Linked DNA regions of Mus musculus: region 1 is linked to region 2. A link is a contact called in public promoter capture Hi-C data. All regions are on one chromosome and are shown on one strand. Each heading gives the region's core, a stretch centred on a gene start, on an enhancer-like site or on the middle of the called end of the contact. The rest is flanking DNA. Distances are from core to core; before and after follow the strand shown.

The links. Promoter capture Hi-C pulls out the DNA fragments that hold promoters and counts their contacts.
Region 1: a promoter capture Hi-C map of embryonic stem cells shows a contact between it and region 2, with 8 times the contacts expected there. The contact joins the promoter of Psg16 here to the promoter of Ccdc61 in region 2. A contact is called at or near these places in 4 of 39 promoter capture datasets (cranial neural crest, embryonic stem cells, frontonasal cranial neural crest and 1 more), 1 of 15 datasets of contacts at CTCF or cohesin (large pre-B cells) and 1 of 115 datasets of contacts at active chromatin or transcription factors (astrocytes).

What each region holds. Positions count from the first base shown.
Region 1 is chr7:17,071,345-17,076,413 of GRCm38.p6, reverse strand. It overlaps Psg16 (pregnancy specific glycoprotein 16), which reads right to left and starts at 2,374. Exons shown (of 5, transcript NM_007676.4): 1 at 2,114-2,374.
Region 2 is chr7:18,906,875-18,911,692 of GRCm38.p6, reverse strand. It overlaps Ccdc61 (coiled-coil domain containing 61), which reads left to right and starts at 1,289. Exons shown (of 14, transcript NM_001033314.3): 1 at 1,289-1,560.

The DNA.
Region 1 (5,069 bases), core at 1,125-3,624, 1.8 Mb after region 2:
AAGTGCTGAGATCAGGATGTAAAATGAATAAATAAAAAGAGGGACTTAGAGAAATGGCTCAGGGGTTAAGAGCACTGACTGCTCCTCCAGAGGTCCTGAGGTCAATTCCCAGCAACCACGTGGTGGCTCACACCCATCTGTAATGAAATCTGGTGCCCTCTTCTGGCATGCAGGCAGGCATGCAGGCAGAACACTATACATAATTAATTAATTTTTTTAAGAAAAGAAAAATAAGATGCTTTTAATAAATAAAGTGTTAAAGTTTCCTTTTTGGACTGGCAGTTGGTGGTTGCTGAGGGTAGCTTATTCATGAGTAGTCAGTTGAGTTATGTTAGGTGATTAATAAACACCTCTCCTGAATGCCAAAGGGCTGAGAGGCACCTGAAAAGATGATAATCATCAGGGAAATGCAAATCAAAACAACCCTGAGATTCCATCTCACACCAGTCAGAATGGCTAAAATCAAAAATTCAGGTGACATCAGATGCTGGCAAGGATGTGGTAAAAGAAGAACACTCCTCCATTGTTGGCAAGCTTGTACAACCACTCTGGAAATCAGTCTGGCGGCTCCTCAGAAAATTGGACATAGTACTACTTGAGGATCCTGCAATACCTCTCCTGGGCATATACCCAGAAGATGTCCCAACTGGTAAGAAGTACACATGCTCCACTATGTTCATAGCAGCCTCATTTATAATAGCTGGAAGCTGGAAAGAACCCAGATGTCCCTCAACAGAGGAATGGATACAGAAAATGTGGTACATTTACATAATGGAGTACTACTCAGCTATTAAAAACAATGAATTTATAAAATTCTTGGGCAAATGGATGTATCTGGAGGGTATCATCCTGAGTGAGGTAACCCAATCACAAAAGAAGTCACTTGATATGCACTCACTGATAAGTAGATACTAGCCCTAAAACTTAGAATACCCAAGATACAATTTGCAAAACACAAGAAAATCAAGAAGAAGGAAGACCAAAGTGGGGATACCTCGCTCCTCCCTAGAATAGGGAACAAAATACCCATGGAAGGAGTTACAGAGACAAAGTTTGGAGCTGAGACAAAAGGATGGACCATCCAGAGACTGCCCCACCTGGGGGTTCATCCCATAATCAGCCACCAAACCCAGGCACTATTGCATATGCCAGCAAGATTTTGCTGAAAGGACCCTGATATAGCTGTCTCTTGTGAGACTATGCCGGGGCCTAGCATCCATAAGTGGATGCTCACAGTCAGCTATTGGATGGATCACAGGGCCCCCAATGGAGGAGCTAGAGAAAATACCCAAGGAGCTAAAGGGGTCTGCAACCCTATAGGTGGAACAACAATATGAACTAACCAGTACCCCCAGAGCTCGTGTCTCTAGCTGCATATGTATCAGAAGATGGCCTAGCCGGCCATCATTGGGAAGAGAGGCCTCTTGGTATTGCAAACTTTTTATGCCCCAGTACAGGGGAACTCCAGGGCCAAGAAGTGGGAGTGGGTGAGTAGCGGAGCAGGGTAGGGGGGAGGATATAGGGGACTTTTGGGATAGCATTTGAAATGTAAATGAAGAAAATATCTAGTAAAAAGTTTTTTAAAAATAAAATAAAATAAACACCTCTCCTGGTAGGCCTTTACAGAGAGCGATGGCACAGAGAAGTCAAGACTAGGGAGGAAATCAAGTTATTCACACGCCTCAATCAAAATGGAGGAATTGTATGAATCGATTAGGCCTTTGCTGATCTCTTTCGCAAAGTCATCTTGGTTTTAACTGTTAGAGGATGGGAATGAAAACAGACTAACTTGAGTCAGGTGTGCGAGGCGACAGATGGCCACAGTACTCGCCTGAGAGGAGACTACCACATCCCAGACGGGATTCAAAAGTGCTAAGCGATTTGGGCTTTATTATCTAGACAGCAGTAGCAGCTGCCTGAGGCCACACGCTGAAACGCACATGCACACGCGCACGCACATGCGCACGCACGCACGCACACACACAGAAAAAAAAGCTGTGGTTTACAGATAAGCCAAATAAACAGCCACTACAGCAAAGCCCACATGCTATCTTACTTACATTTCTCCCACCCAGAGCCGCCCTTGCCCAGCGTCTCCATGCTGTATACATACCCACCAGCTGGTCACTTGCTGGTATCTAGGTCATCAGATGATTGAAGCCAGGGAGTCAACGAGCTCTTGCCCTGCTTTTTCCTGGTTTCTCTGTGTTTAAAACGGTGAAGTCGGGTGGAGCCAATAAACACTTCATAATTCCTGGACATTGACCAGAGACCACGTAGATGAGGCTGGCTTCCCACTGGTCACCCTGTCCACCCACTCTCATAATGATACTGCAAGTATCAAGACTCCCAAAATGTCCTCATTTGTAAGCGCCACCACCTATTGTACAAAAGAGCTCAGGTGCTGGAATGAGCTCGCCACCTAGTGGACACTCTGGGCTATGGCTGACACAATGCAAATAGGAGATTGGGGCATTGGTCGGCCCTGGACTGTGGAATGACTTATGACAGCAAAAACAAGAGCACCTTAAAAGCAGCCCAGTTTTCTTGTGTCTTTTATTGTGAGGAAAGGACAGTCAATGGCAAAAACAGTCCGCAGCGTTATAAAATGGTGCATCAGACAGAACCTGGAACAAGATGGAATGGGGAGGGGATGTGAGGGGGACCTTGTTAGTAATAAACAATGTCTTCAGTAGTTACTTATGTGAAGTAGAATTAGGAGTTGGCAAGATGGCCCAACAGTAAAGAATACATGTTACTCTTACAGAAAACCCTGCTTCAGTTGCCAGCATCTCCGGGGAAGCTCACAACCATCCAGAGCTCCAAGACCTCCTCCGACACTCTCTTCTGGCTTCTTCTGGGGCAGGGCACGTATGTGGTTCTTGGACACACATGCAGGAAAAACACTCATACACATAAAACAAAAATAAAAAATCTTTGAAAAATAAAAGAGTGGAATTAAAATCCCATTGTCACTTAGGCTAGGCACCAGCTTCAAGGATGAACAAAAATCAGAGCTGGGGATGTGGTTCAGTTGATGGAGCACTTAGAATAAATAGACTATTTTAAGTTAAGATCTAGTCAGAGAAGAGCCTAGCTATATGGCCAAGGTGTTGGTAAATATATTTTGAGTCTGAGTCTTATTTTAGGGAACATGGGACTGGGAGGAAGAACCATCAAACTTCTACAGGGCATAGTGGTACATGCCTGTAATCTCAGCACTTGGGAGGTGGAGGCTGGAGGATAGGGGCTTCAACATCATTCTCATCTATACAGTGAGTTGGAGGCCAGCCAGGGCTACCTTAGAGAGACCTTGTTTCAGAAATAATAATGATTCTGAGTGAAGTAACCCAGACCCAGAAAGACAAATGGCATGTGTTCTCTCACATTTGTGGGTGCTAGCTTTGAATCTTTACATATGTGTGTTTAAATTGGGGTACCCATAGGGTCAGGAAAATAGTAAGTAATAGTCTATTTATTCTAATCTACATTACCTGTGCTCAGGTCTTGTCACATCTTCTTAGGCAAGTCTCCCGTACCTGTTACTATCCCAGATCCTTTCTGCCTCCAAGATGTCGCACCTCCTATTTCCTGCCTAAGCCAGAAGCCACCAGATTTTTATTGATAAGTGCCACATCTATACAGACACAAGATATTCTCTCTACAGTGCCGTTTTCATTCCTTGATGATGCTATCTAGGGCCTCTTCCATGCTGGGAAAGTGCTCCATCAACTGAGCCACATCCCCAGGACCCAATGAGAAGACCAATCCTAAGGATAATAGGTAAAGGGCCAGCAAATATCTTCACAAAATTATACAAGGAAACTTCCCTAACCTAAAGAAAGAGGTATCCATGAAGATAAAAGAAGACTACAGAGCTCCAAATTCCTCCCGTCACATAATAATCAAAACAGCAAATGCACAAAACAAAGAAAGAATATTAAAAGCAGTAAGAGAAAAAAAGTCAAGTAACAAATAAAGGCAGGCCTATCAAAATTACACTAGATTTTTTTACCAGAGACAATGAAAGCCAGAAGATCCTGGTCAGACATCATACAGACACTAAGAGAACACAAATGTCAGCCCAGGCTACTATACCCAGCAAAACTCTCAATTACTATAGATGGAAAAACCAAGATATTCCATGACAAAGACAAATTTTCACAATATCTTTCCACAAATCCAGCCCCACAAAGGAAGATAAAAGGGAAACTCCAACACAAGGAGGTAAACTACACCCTAGAAAAAGCAATAAAATGATCTTCTTTTTAACAAACCAAAAAGAAGATGGCCACATAAACATAATTCCACCTCCTACAACAACAAAAAAAAAAAAAAAAAAAAAAAAAAACAGGAAGAAGCCATCACTTTTCCTTAATATCTCTTAATATCAAAAGACTCAATTCCCCCAATAAAAAGACATAGACTAAAAGACTGGGTGCATAAATAGGACCCAACATTTTGCTGCATACAGGAAGCCCACCTCAGTGACAAAGACAGACACTACCTCAGAGTAAAAGGCTGGGAAACAATTCTCCAAGCAAATGATCCAAAGAAGCAAGCTGTAGTAGTCACTCTAATATGGAATAAAATTGACTTTCAACCAAAAGTTATCAAAAAAGATAAGGAGGGACACTTCATACTCATCAAAGGAAAAATCTACCAAGATGAACTCTCAATTCAGAACATCTATGCTCCAAATGCAAGGGCAGCCACATTCATTAAAGACACTTTAATGAAGCTCAAAGCACACATTGCACGGCACACAATAATAATAGGAGACTTCAACACCCCGCTCTCATCCATGGACAGATCATGGAAACACAAAATAAGCAGACTCACAGTGAAACTAACAGAGTTATGAACCAAATGGATTTAGCAGATATTTATAAAACATTTAATCCGAAACAAAAGAATATACCTTCTTCTCAGCACCTCACAGTAATTTCTCCAAAATTGACCGTATAATTGGTCACAAAACAGGCCTAAACAGATACAAGAAGATTGAAATAATCCCATACATCCTGTCAGATCACCACGAACAAAGGCTGGTGTTCAATAACAAGAAA
Region 2 (4,818 bases), core at 40-2,539:
TGCCCTTGCACAGATCAGAGGTGAATATTGCAATCTTCCTCAAGGTCTCCACACCTTAATTTTTGAGAACAGGATCTCTCATTGAACCAGGAGCTCACTGAGTGGCTAGGCAGGCTGGCTAGTGAAAGCTTGGTATCCTGTTCTTGTTTTGTTAGGAATAGGGTTACAGATGCTGTGGTCGTGGCACATGCACCCTAACACACACACACACACACACACACACACACACAAAGTGTCATCTAATAAATAAGTAAACTCCTCTAGCCTGATGCCATGGTGTATGTGCCTTTAATCCCAGAACTCAGGAGGTAGAGGCAGAGGCATGGGGGTCTCGGTGACTTCGAGGACAACCTGATCTACGTAGTGAAATTCAGGCTAGCCAAAGCTATAGCGTGAGATATGTCTCAAGACAACTTCAGGAGGTTGGGGAGAAAGAAAAGAAAGAAAAAGAGCACTGGCTGCTCTTCTAAAGGGCCTGGAGCTCAGTTTCCAGCATCCCTAAGGTGCTTCACAACCATTTGTAACTACAGTCCGAGGCTCCTGACGCCGTCTTCCGACCTCTGCAGGCACCAGGCACACGCGTCGTGCACAGGCATACACGCAGGCATAAAACTCACACATATAAAATAAATAAATCTAAAACTATTAAAAAATAACTCCTACTTTGCTGTGTTGAGCTTTAATGAAGCCAGTGCCATGCCAGGCATGGTGGTACAACTCCAGTAATCTCAGTACCGGGAAGGTGGAGGCAGGAGGATCAGGAGTTCAAGGATGCATAGGAGACTAGCTTGGGCCACTTGAGGTTTTGTCATGCATGCACTGACAAAGCCAAGTCTAGCAAACCGATCAGGGTATACTTAGGCTGTCCTTACAGTTGAGAATATCCTCTAAGCCTCCTGACTTGAAGGCTCGGACCTTCCTCTGAGCAAGTTCCACACTCTAGTCAGCCCCTTCCTTCTCTGTGGGCGAGGCCTGCCTTGCTGGGGGTGGTGGGTGTGGTAGGCGGAGTAAAAATGCTATTTCCGGGATCCTCCTTCTACTCCAAGGGACCACCTTTTTCTTATGATTGGCAGAATATCTACCCAATAATCACTAGAAACAGACTGTAAACCTCGGAGGTCTCCCCACACGTGTTAGTAACGCCTCTTCCAAATAGACCAATTGTAAACTTCGGAAGGCGGGTTCTCCCATGGGGGCGGGACAGAGTGACGGGCGTCGCTTTTGACTTATGGAAACATGGCTGCCTGTAAGATCAGACCAATCAGAAGTGAGAAGGCCGGATGTGGGCGGAGCTGAAACTTCGGCGGTTGAACCGCTCGTGAAGATCGAGTCCGTGGAGGTGAAGAGCGAGTACGCGGGTGTGGGCGCGGGCTCCAGGCGCGGGCTGCAGGCGCGGGCAGTGGGGAGTCCCCAGAGCACCGATTCTTTCACGCAGGTGGACGCCAGAACCTATGCAAGCTGGAGATTTCACGGGGTCTTTAATGCATCATGTTGTCGCTCGCGAGATACGCGGCTAGAACTTAGAGAACCCTTACCGAATACTGCACTAGAGCTTGTAAGGTAGAGTTTTATTTTATATATATTACACCCCACGAGGTGCGGAGGGGGTGTCCTCGAGATGCCGTAGGTTCTGAACTTGAGTTGGTTTGGAGGATGGAGGCAGGTGAAGACAAGGCAGGGTTGAGGTTCCAGGGTTGAGGGTGTGTTCCTACCCTACGGACCAGAGGCGTTTACTGTGTGCAGGCTCTGAGCAAGTTATTTGTCGTGAAATCACTTTTAATTCTCGCTTTCTTTGCAGTGCTAGATGACAAACTTTGAAATGTTAGTCAATAGTTCTACCACTGCTGCCGAGGTCGGGAACGAGTCTTATGTTTTGTTTTTGAGACAGTGTCTCGCCTTTTTTCCTTGAACGCATAGAAATTATTGTGTGTTCACACAAGTGTGTGATGGGAGGGGGATTCATATCACAGGATGGGTGTGTAGTGACAGCTTTGGAATTTTGGTTCCTTTAAAAAACACAGAAATATTATAAGAATATGTTTTCATTTTAATCCCAGGTGTACCTGTTTTGGACAGTTCTCAGCTTACTATGATTTGCCGCTTGCTCTAGCAGAAGTGTGTTTTTGCCAGCTGCAGATAATTTTTTTTTCGATTGTGTGACATTTGGAATTTTGGGAACATTTTAGAGAGCATATAAATGTTAGGGCCCCCAAGAAGCATGTGTGCCTGTATGTGTATGTGCATGTGTGCAGGGTTGTTGGTCATTTAGGAAGGTTGGTTGTGGTTTGTTAGTAGTCACGGTCGAAGAAGAAACAAAAGGAAAGAAATTAGATTCAGGGGTTTTCCTAATTCCTCTCTTCCCCTCTATCCTTGTTTTCTCTCCTATCTAGTATTTAGGGGGTGAAAATGGGAGATAAAGCCTGGGGGAAAGAACCCACAAAGTAGCAAGGACCAGCTATATGGCTGTGGCTGTGGAGGTCGGACAACAACACTGGGTTGGTTCTCTCCTTCCACCTTTCTGTGGATTCTAGGGGTCAAGCTCCGCTCTTTGGGTTTACACAGCAGGAAGCTTTACCCATTGAGTCGTCTGGACAGCCCCTCTGAATGAACCCTGAAGTGTCATAACGCATCCTACAGTGGCACACCTTTGTAATCCCAGGACTGGGCAGCTGAGGCGAAGGACTGGCAGTTTGAGATCAGTCTGGGTCACAGGATGAGCTTGGGGCTCGTTTTACCTAAAGAGGGAGACCTTGTCTCAAAACAAACCTAGAGAAGAGAGTGTGAGCTTTGGTATCTGTTTGCCCAAGTTTGGGCCCTGGCACTGACTCTGGGACCCACTATGGAAATCATTGTGGCTTTGGGCGAGTTCTTTAATCCTTTCATACCCGAATTTCATGTTCTGGGCAATCACTTTTTCTATACCACTTCCCTCACTCTGTTTACCCAGATGTCTCTTTCCCGTATCCATCTCTGAACTCCATGCTCTATCCAAAGGCCAGCTCTTCTTTGCTTGGAAGTCCAGCTGACATGCAGTTGCCCCCAAATGATTCTTTGGTATCCCTATTCAGCCTGGCAGGCCCTTCCTCTCAGGTACTTAGGAGTTGGCTTTTCATCACTACTTCCTTTCTCTCCCATTTAAAAAGATTGTGTACACACACACACACACACACACACACACACACACACACGGTGAGACTCTCAAACAAGTTAGGGTGAGGATGGATAGCAAGGGATCTTGTACAGTTGGGAGAGTGTTTGCTTAGCTTGCTTCAAGCTCTGGCTTTGCTCCCTAGCTCAGTGAGAGCAGGCGTGGTGATGAGCAGCTGTAATCCCAGAGGTGGGAGGTGGAGACGGAAGGGTTAGGGGTCCAAGCTGAGCCTGGGTTCCATGAGATCCCTCTGCAAGCAAGCAAAAAAGCCAAATCCTGTGTTCCTCTGTTAACCCCGCCTGCATCCCACCCGCTCTTCCCTAGGCCTCGCCTGCTCACAGGATCTCCAGATACTTAGAGCTCTGTCCTCCTTCCTCTCCACAACCACACACCTTTGGAAACGCCTTGCTTGCGTTATTGGGACCTCGAAGGTCTCGGTGTCTTTTAAACGTAGCAAACACATGCTTTATACTGCTGTCTCCCCTTCCCACAGATGTCTGAGTGATTTCCCCACTCTCGCCAAAGGTCTCAGTCCAGATGGGGGCTGCATGAGGCCTTGCTGGCTGCTTGTTTAGTCACTTGGCTTTGTCTCTTTCAGAGCCACCAGATCCTTCGTTTACTCCTTGGACTGCTCAGATCTCTCTACTAGTGTTGGGCTCCTGAAGAACACATAGGTGTAGAAAGTTACTATGCTAGAGTTAACTGCCCTTCCTCTGGCCTCTCCATGGTGGAAGGTGGAATAGCGAGCTGGGAGGGGCTCCTTCCTGGGAATGGAGTCGACTGCAGCAATAAACTGGACACATTGTAGTGCCACCTGGAATCTCGAAGCTGAGACTGGAGAGTGTCAGGAATGACCTTGCAGGTCTTCCTAGTGCCAAGACATTATCTTGGCATTCCTCTGTAGGTTTGCAAGCAGATCTATGCCAGGCCAAGGTACTGAGAGGTAGGAAGAGTGACAATTAGGAGAGGTTGTTTTTATTTATTTACATCTCAAGGGACGGTGAAGTGCTGTATGGCTGAGCCATGGCCCTCGTCTCTTACTTGTGGATTCTAGGCAAGTCAGCTGTCTTCTGCCAAGCCATGCTTGCAGGCTTTGGGAATAAGGTTTTTGTGGCTGGCCTCTGGACTGTCAGCTAAGAGTGGGTGTTAAGGGGGAGTGCCAGACACCTACACATTGACTAACTCAGTGCTCACGACAGTGTACAATGTTAGTGCTCTTGTCCCAAATGTTGTGTGTGTGTGTGTGTGTGTGTGTGTGTGTGTATGTGTGTGTATGTATGTATATATATACACCACCCCTTCCCCAGTAACTGGTATTTAACCCAGGGCCTCACACATGCTAGGTAAGCCCCTACTACTAAGCTACATCTATAACCTCTCTCTTTTTTTTTAATATTTTATTTATTTATTTATTTATTTATTTATTTATTTAATGTAAGTACACTGTAGCTGTCTTCAGATACTCCAGAAGAGGGCATCAGATTTCATTACAGATGGTGTGAGCCACCATGTGGTTGCTGGGATTTGAACTCCGGACCTTTGGAAGCAGTCGGCACTCTTAATCGCTGAGCCATCTCACCAGCCCATAACCCTCTCTTTTGAGACCGAGTCTCACTAAGTTACCCAGAGTGGCCTTGACCTCACTGTTGCCCATGTTGGTCTTAGACTTT